Regions from separate parts of the Mus musculus genome. Here region 1 is linked to region 2. The links are chromatin contacts, called in public HiChIP or PLAC-seq maps. All regions are on one chromosome and are shown on one strand. The core of a region is the stretch at or near the end of the contact, and the rest is flanking DNA. Distances in the headings are between cores, read along the strand shown.

Evidence for each region. HiChIP or PLAC-seq counts read pairs in DNA pulled down with a chosen protein or histone mark.
Region 1: a contact with region 2 is called in a BATF HiChIP or PLAC-seq map of CD8 T cells, with 19 read pairs. The contact joins the promoter of Abracl here to the enhancer-like site in region 2. A contact is called at or near these places in 1 of 39 promoter capture datasets (macrophages), 2 of 15 datasets of contacts at CTCF or cohesin (CD8 T cells and the NIH/3T3 cell line), 9 of 484 Hi-C or Micro-C datasets (CD4 T cells, CD8 T cells, effector CD8 T cells and 3 more), 7 of 115 datasets of contacts at active chromatin or transcription factors (CD8 T cells, effector CD8 T cells, embryonic stem cells and 2 more) and 3 of 9 other capture datasets (adipose tissue, liver and pancreatic islet).

The regions. Positions count from the first base shown.
Region 1 is chr10:18,020,676-18,024,706 of GRCm38.p6, reverse strand. It overlaps Abracl (ABRA C-terminal like), which reads left to right and starts at 1,455. Exons shown (of 3, transcript NM_028440.1): 1 at 1,455-1,640.
Region 2 is chr10:17,987,101-17,991,426 of GRCm38.p6, reverse strand. No RefSeq gene overlaps it. Among named protein-coding and RNA genes, the nearest start is that of Abracl, 34 kb to the left of the region's middle. Within about 2 kb of position 2,121, at least 76 of the 459 cell types and tissues checked have an H3K27ac peak or open chromatin away from gene starts, as enhancers often do. A contact at or near this core is called in CD8 T cells, effector CD8 T cells, memory CD8 T cells and 2 more, where this site is marked.

The DNA.
Region 1 (4,031 bases), core at 206-2,705, 34 kb before region 2:
CTTAGAACACAGCTGTCAGCGCCATCTTGTAACGGCGAATGTGGGCGCGGCTCCCAACACATTTTAAAAGACATAAACTATAAATTTTCAGCTCCCTTCTGAGAGGAAAAAAAGAGGCCTTGAAGGATCTTACAGTCCTTACTTAGAAGATTTTGTAAGTTTGACAACAGTTACAGGACAGCTAACCACTCAGGTTCACATTCACATGGCAAACCTTGATCCTGTAGGGCAACTAGGCCACTGCTTGGGGAGAGCATGGACCCTGCACAGCTTAGGGGACCTGGCTACTCTCACATCCCCTGAAAACAGGTCTTTCTGACTATTACATTTTTAGCTTCTCACAGATTGTCCTTGGACTTCCCCAAGGCCTCCACCAGTCTCCACCCACCTTCCCAATCTCTCCTCTCTCTTCTCTCCTCTCTCTCTCTCTCTCTCTCTCTCTCTCTCTCCCTTCTCCCTCTTCTGCCCCCTCCCCTCCCCTTCTCCCACCCTGCCCCTCTCCCTCCTTAGCCCCTCCCCCGCTCCACCTCTCTCCATTCTCTACCCCCCCCCCCCTTCCTGGTTTCTGCACAAAGTCAACTTTCTTGCTCAATGAAAGTCCATTTTGGGCCTCTGTCTGACCTGGCCTTTTCCAGCCTCACCCAGATGGCTCATTCTCTACCTGTACCACCTTCAATTTCCAAGGGAGATTTGATTGGTCCAAATGATCAGTTTCACCATTGTTGTGGAGTGGCTGCTGTTTGATGAGGTTGACAAAGACTAGGCCACATTTGTGAGTGTGTGTGGGGGCTGCGGGGGGTGGGGGGGCTGAAACTCACTAGGTTGACCCGGAGTTCACAGAGATCTTCCTGCCTCCACGGAGGACGTCACCAATGACTTGGACACTTGGACACTCGTAATTAATTGGGGGTGGGAAGAGAAATTTCCCTCATGATTACATTTACAATTCCTATACAATAATTTAAGTTGAGTTTCTTTTTCAAAACTCTGGGTAGGGCAAGTACATACGATGGAAATAAAAAGAATTTGAATGATTTGAATGGTCAATGAAATGTAGGAAACAATGAAGCGAAACAAATGTATTCCGTCTCAAGATCTAGAATCAAAATCGGTAGACCTGGCCTTGAAGAATGAAGGTGTTTGCAAATTGAGTCTTTTTTACTTTATTATTATTATTATTTGTCTTGAGCCTAATGCTCTGCATACAGAACCCACGTGAGGCTCTGTTTTCCTAGGAGATCTCAGAATTTAGCACGCTGGGGGAGCTTTTTCTCTTGTTGGGTAAGATACTCTGTCAGGAAATGAAGATGCATTAGGCTGTGGGTCCTGACGAGTAGGACGAGAGAGGTGATGGTACTTTGTGTGTGCATTCCTAGAAACCTGCCTCCAGCTTTGGCGTTGGCGCGGGTTTCCTCCTCCTAGGCGTGTCCCGGGAGAATGGGCGGCCCCTTTCCAGACAGCACTTAGTCTTACTTGCCCCCTACGCCTCTCCTTGTCCCCTCCCTCCTCCACTGCAGCCTTTCTCTTAGCCCGGGCCACTTCCTTCTTCTGCCTGTTCCTCCCCAGGGCGCGGAAGCCGAGTACAGGGTTCAGACCCACGCAGCAGCAGCTCTTCCGTGAAGAAGGAAGCAATCGGAGAGGTGAGCTAGTCCTGGAAGGCGCTGGGGGAAAGCTGGACCCGACGTCTGGGAAGTCTGAGCCCCGGGTGGAGGGTAAGGACCTCGGGGTGCCGCGGTACAGCTAGAGGGGCCTTGGACACGCGCCCTTTGTACCCCACTGGCGGGAACCCCACTCGGCCAGCACACTTCCGCACTGGGCTCACGTGACGTTTTGCCGGCCGGGGGCGGACCAGGAGAGGGGCAGCCCCAATCGATGTTTGCAGCGGTGCAACGTGTGGGTTTTGCATTTGGCGTCAGCTTGGTTGGGTGGGGGGCTGGGGGTGAGGTTACGGGGTGCGGAAAGACTGGGGGGGGGGATCCCGGGGCAATGAAGTGGTGTCATGACATTGCTCTCTGCACTGCGGAGGGCAGGTGAGGAAGGGAAAGTAGGACTCGTGGGGCTCCCGGGCTGTGCCTTCGGGTGCGCTGACGGTGGGGGACCGAGGGAGGGTGAGTTGCGAAGACAAAGGGACGAAGCGCTTGTGGTCCCGGGCTCTGCAGCCCTATGCAGTTCAGGAGTGAGGGAGTGGTACACACAGACCTCAGGATTTGGGGATCCATATTTGGCAAGACCTCAAACTTGTAGGAGGAATGACCAAATATGGAGTCAGCTGGAACCAGCGAATAGGGACGAAGGTGAGCCTTTGACCCGCGCCAGCTGTTAGTGATAGAAGGGAGGCTGGAAGACCGCCTAGCTCGCGTGTAAAGTTGGCTGTCGGTTCCCGAGCAGGCGACTCTAGAAGGCTTTATTTCCTTGGCCTATTGCCTCTAGAGTTTTAAAACATAACTAGAGAAGGCTCCTGACATTCCTTTCCAAATGTGTATCGATGAAGCTTTCTAGCATGTGCCAAGCCCCTCTCCTTGTGAGACCCACTCAGACAGCCTAATTAGAATCTGAGACAGTTAGACAGGCCCGGCTGACATCTGCCGCTGCCCGTCTTCTGGCCCAGCCTCTCGCAGACAGGCTCATTTTCTTAGGTTTGCTTTGCTATGACCTCTCATTGTTCTTGATCTCTCAACGAAGAGAGGTTTCTCTCCGGCTTTTAGACTGCCCTGGGTCTATTGTATAATGTGAATATTTTCTTCTCTTTTCCCCTCCCATATTAAGTGACTAAAACCTATTGAGTTGGGTTTGCAGTAGCAAACCTATTATTTTCCTATTCATAAGGGTCCAGACTGCGAGGCTGTTCTTGCTTTGTAAATGATCTGCCTTAGTAAGCACTCAGTATATGATATCACATAAGGATACACTATTGCATTAGATTCGTTTGTGTAACAGTAAAAGAACGGGAAGACCTGGCAAGATGGTGTGCTGGGAACACGGCTTATGTGGCATTAACTGTTGTGAGCTTGTTTCATTCGCAATGAAATAAGTACTTCGTAGTGTTCTTAGAATTTCATGAATTAGGGTAAAGGCACTTACTCACTGCGAAGCCTCATGACCAGATTTTAATCCCTGTGACCCACATGGGAAAGCCCACAAGTTGTGTCTGACCTTCACATTCATACCCTCCCCAAAAGAAATACATGTAAAAAAAGATTTTTGTAAAAGAAATTAATTATGAATTAATTCGGCTAAGGAACCTGGCGTGTAATTTCTGGGGTTACAGTCATAGGATCTCCCACACCCCACATTTGTATGTAGGTTCTGGGGCTCAGACGCGGTAATCTCATGCTTATAAAGCAAGAGTCTTACCAACTGAGTCATCCCCCTGCCTCCCAATCTGCGTTTCTGTTATATCTGTCCATCCTAACCAATAGAACAATACCAAACATGTAGACTACGTATATAAATATATTACGATGATTCTAGTTATGTTTTGTTATTTGCTTTTAAATAAAATGTTGTTAAGCTAACTGGATCACTATTCTTTATCATGTAAGAAATAGAAACTACATGCACTACATGTTATAAACAGGGAAAATATCATTGGTTCATAAAATCAGAAGTTCCAGGATCGGGGACAGGCTGAGTCATTTTTATGCCTAGATTTTCTTTCTGCTGGATTTCCCAGATGGGTTTTCCCATATGGTCTCATTTACATGAGGGTTGGAAATGCTCATGTTAGAAACAGTGGAAAAGGGTGTTATTTACTAGTAGTTTAGCAAAATCTTGAGACTGAACTTAACTGTTTTGAATGAGAGCTCTTGTTCTCAGACCTCCATATGTGTACCCCTACCCCCAAATAAGTAAATTTTAAGCCCCCACCGCAAATAAATAAATTTTAAAAACGCTTAAAAACGGTTTATATAAATTAATTCAAATTAGGATCGGGATGTCTTTAACTTGTCCTGCTGACTCTGGGTCGCTGCTGGAGCTGAGGATCATGCTTGGTCCACACGCACAGGGAAGTGCTGTCCCCAAACAAGACT
Region 2 (4,326 bases), core at 872-3,371:
TGGATAAAAAAAATTAACTGGACAATGGACCCTTGGATTACATCTGACTTACTGAATTATTTAATTTTGATCTATGTTTAAACTACAATATTTTAAAACAGTGTTTAAAAACAGTGTTAATGTTGATATATTTCCTACAAAATACAGGAGTATGTTACTCCTTTGTGTATTGTGGGTGTCCCTGGACAGGACTCTCTCTGACTTTCTGTCTTTGTCTTTTATCATGCTCAATCTGCCCCCAGTTTTGCTCCCTCTTCAGAGTTGCCTGACCTGGAGTTCTACCCCAGTACCTTCCTTGGGCTCCATTACTGTTTCCCCAGTCCAGGTTTGTGTCGTATGTCCACACCTTGAGTTCTTGCCCATTGTCCTCTGTTCAGAATAAGGCCATAGCCATGTTCAATGATATCTTGGCTTCATCTATTACTACTGGCATCCCTTTCTCCCTTCGTGGGCCCCAACCTGCCAGCCTTCACCTTGCTGTGGGAAGAAAGGTCCCCTGAAAGAGTCCCTCTAACACCTGTATTTAAAGACACCCAAATTGCTTGTCACTTCCTCAGTAAAAGTCTGAGTTCTTTTTTCATTTTTGTCCCCTTGCAGCCTCAGAGTGGCAGGCAAGACCCAATCCACAGGGTCCCCTTTGCATCATCAGAGTCTATGCTTGCACAATCTGCCAGAGTTCTAGGACCTCTGCTGCACCTCTCACGACTTCACATGCTTCCTCTGTGTGCACTTCATTTTGTCTGAAGCAATTCGAATTCTTGGTTTACTTCTTAAAACGAAAATAGAAATCGAAGTTGCAATACTTAAAAAAAAAAGATTTCTGGGTAGACAGTGGTGATGATTACCTTTAGTCCCAGCACTAGGGAGGCAGAGGCAGAGGCAGGTGGATCTCTGGAAATTTGGGGCCCGCCTGATCTGCGGAGCACGTTCTAGGACAGCCAGGGCTGAGAGAAACCCCGTCTTGAAAACCAAAAACCAACCAACCAGCCAGCCAGCCAACCAAACAAACAAAAGATGTCTCGATTTTCTTAAAATAAAAACTGACCAGAGATCTGGTAGTGTTGGGGCAGGGTTATTCAGGACAAACCCCCGACAGGAGGAAAGTAATGGTAGTTTTGGTATTGTTTCCCAATTCACAGGAGCCACACCTCTGGTGGCTTCCCTTCTATGCCATGAGCACTGTCCTCTGAGCTAATTGTATATTCTGACATAGCTCGTAACTGTCATCTGGCCAGGGCTATGACCCAGTGTCTGCCGCTTGGGCCTTAAGGGCTTTCTTTCTGTCATCCTCATAGCCAGGATGATGCAGGCTGCCAGGTACGTGAGTGGAGTTACCTAGTGGTTTCCACAGGGTTTGGAGGAGAAAGGTGCCATTTCCCAGCGATTCGCAGTCATATTTCCCTCTCTTCGCTACCAGTTTGCTACTCCTTCCTTCCTTCCTTCCTTCCTTCCTTCCTTCCTTCCTTCCTTCCTTCCTTCCTTCCTTCCTTCCTTTCTCCTGTTTCCACCTTTCATTTCCTTCTTCCTTCTTTTCCTTTGCTTTCCCTTCCTATTCCTTGCCTTACCTCGTCCTGCCCCCGCCCCTCTCTCCTCTCTCTCTTTCTCATTTTCTCCATTTACCCCGTCTTCCTGTCATCCTGGCTTCAGGACTGTGTCACCAGCAAGACAGAGAGAGCAGGTCTTCTCAGCCTCCCTACTCCTAGGCTGAGAAGCTGGGCAGGGCCAGTGAGGTGCTGGCTGGAAGAGGGCATGGGAGGCAGGGGGGGGGAGCCACTCCCCCTCCTTTTCTAACCCCCCCCCCCCCTTGCCGATCTCTTCTCTTCACAAAGAAGGTAAATTGGGAGGAATATTTGGCATGAGGTTAATTCTCTCCTTTCTCCTTCTTGCTCCTTTCAGCTTTCTGAGCACTTCACTGAACTTCTTCCTCTCACTGTTTGCATGTATTTCCCGTAATCTTCCGAGGTTCTTGTTCCCAGAGAGGACCATGCAGGGACTGACCTCAGGGACTGTGCTAGCGGGGAGGGTGTGCTGTTGATGGCTCTGGAAGGCAGGAGGGTAACCAAGTCCCACCAGGCACTGAAGGGGAAGTCCTTTCTGACCCAACCTGACCAGTGGCAGGTTCGTGTTATTTGTGTCAAGGCAAATGCTTTCAGTTTCTTTATGTATTTTCTGCCCCTTTCTTGGCACAGTGTACGTTTTTGCGGGTACATCTTAATTGAGTAACTTATATGCTAGTTAAAAGGAAGTGCCCAACCAAGTTAAGGAAGGGAGTTCTCAAGATTAGTCTTCTTTAAATTAGTATACATGCCAGGGTTTTTAGAAATTAAAGAAAGAATCTTAAAATAGATACTAGGTTGTTGCACCTTGCTAATAAGGTTGTGTCCTACCATGTCCAGACAGGTTTCCTGAGTCAATGCAAGACAGAACACTCCCTTTTCTTAGTGGGACTTCTTCTTCTCCATCTGATCTGGGGAGCCCAACCCACACTTAACCTGAGGAATGTCACATCATCCTTGGTGAAATTACAGGTTCAACTTCTTGGAATGCCTCTCCATGTAAAGGTATTCCCCAGCCTCAGCCGATGAAACTTCACCCTAAGAAGAACCTTTCTCACTCTCTGAGGTTCATAAATATAGCCCTGGCTTACCCCAAATAACTGTACGTGTACAAGCTCACCTTGAATAAAGGTATATGCATGAGCTGAGATCATCTTAGCTGTTTCTTCTTAGATGGGTGGAGAAGGCCTTTGTCTAAACGAGCTAGCTGTAACACTGAGATCCTTGGAGAAGCCCAGCTCCCTGTACTCACTCTCAGTGGACCTGCAGAGCCCATTCTGAACTCCATTTAATCCTTCCAGCCTGGTGTGAAGCCGTGTCTGGACACGCTGAGAGCGAGGAAATGGAGGAACCACAGCTGGACCCCAACATGCATACCACACTAAGGCTGGCAAAATAGCTCAGCAGGCAAAGGTGCTTGCCCAGAGGAAGGGCAACCAGAGTTCGATCCCGGGACCCACAGGGTGGATGGAGAGAACTGACTCCTGAAGGTTGTCATCTGACCTTCATGTGCGAGCTGCAGGATGTGCACATATATGCACACATGAATGTAAAAAGCAAAAATTGTGAGAGGACACAGTTCTGTGGTAGAACACTTATGTAACACACCCAAAACACTGGGTCTCTCTAGCACTGAGGCGAGGGAGGAGCTAAATACAGAGGAAGCCACATCTGTGATATATCCCAAGGCTGTTCACTTATACAGCCCATAGCCACATACCCCAAAACTCAAGTCATCCTGCTTTCCCCCCAATATAATCTCTACCCATGAGCAAAACACAAAGCAGACATTCTGTGTCCTTGTCAGAGCGATTTTATGAGATTAAACCAAAAGGGTCGAAGACAAATCAGCTTTAACAAGTCAGTTGGTCTCAAAGAGTTCTAATGTGCGAGAACCAATCATGAAAAAGGTCAAACCATTTCCTTGGTTTATAAACAGTGTGGTAACGTTGTGAACCAGGTTCCTAACATTTTGGTTTGTGCTCTCCTATTTTGCAGACTAATTTGCATGTGTGTGTGTTTGTGTGAAGATTAAATTTGTACGATTTTAAATTGTGATGCAGTTTTATTTTGGGATCAACAAAGCTACAGGATCCACTCATAATTATACCAGCTATGAAATTACAGTTTGGGTTATAATTAATATACATGGTGTGATATAAACTGATAAAGTTAATTAATTCACTCACAAAGTTCATGTGTTACATGATTTATATCAAGAATAAAATGTAATGTGAAATTCGGGTAGGTAAAGGTTTGCCTTTTACTATAAGGTGAAAGTGGATGTCAGATGTGGATATTCTGTAAAGATGCTGGCTACCAGTGTGTATGGGATTTGGGAACTGAGAGACTAGAGATGGCTCAGTGGTTAAGAGCGCCGACTGCTCTCCCGAAGGTCCCGAGTTCAAATCCCAGCAACCATGTTGGCTCACAAACCATCTGTAACGAAATCTGATGCCCTCTTCTGGAGTATCTGAGGACAGCTACAGTATACTTACATATAATAAATAAATAAATAAATAAATAAATAAATAAATAAATAAATAAATCTTGCCTGGCATGGTGGCTCATGCCTTTAATCCCAGCACTTTAATCCCAGAACTCTACAGAGTGAGTTCCAGGACAACCAAGACTACAGAGAAACCCTGTCTTGAAAAAAAACAAACAACAACAAAAAAAACCCCAACAACAACAACAACAACAAACCCAGAGTACATAAATTATTCGGTGATTTTATTCAGACTTCTTAAATATATGTGTATATTTTCAG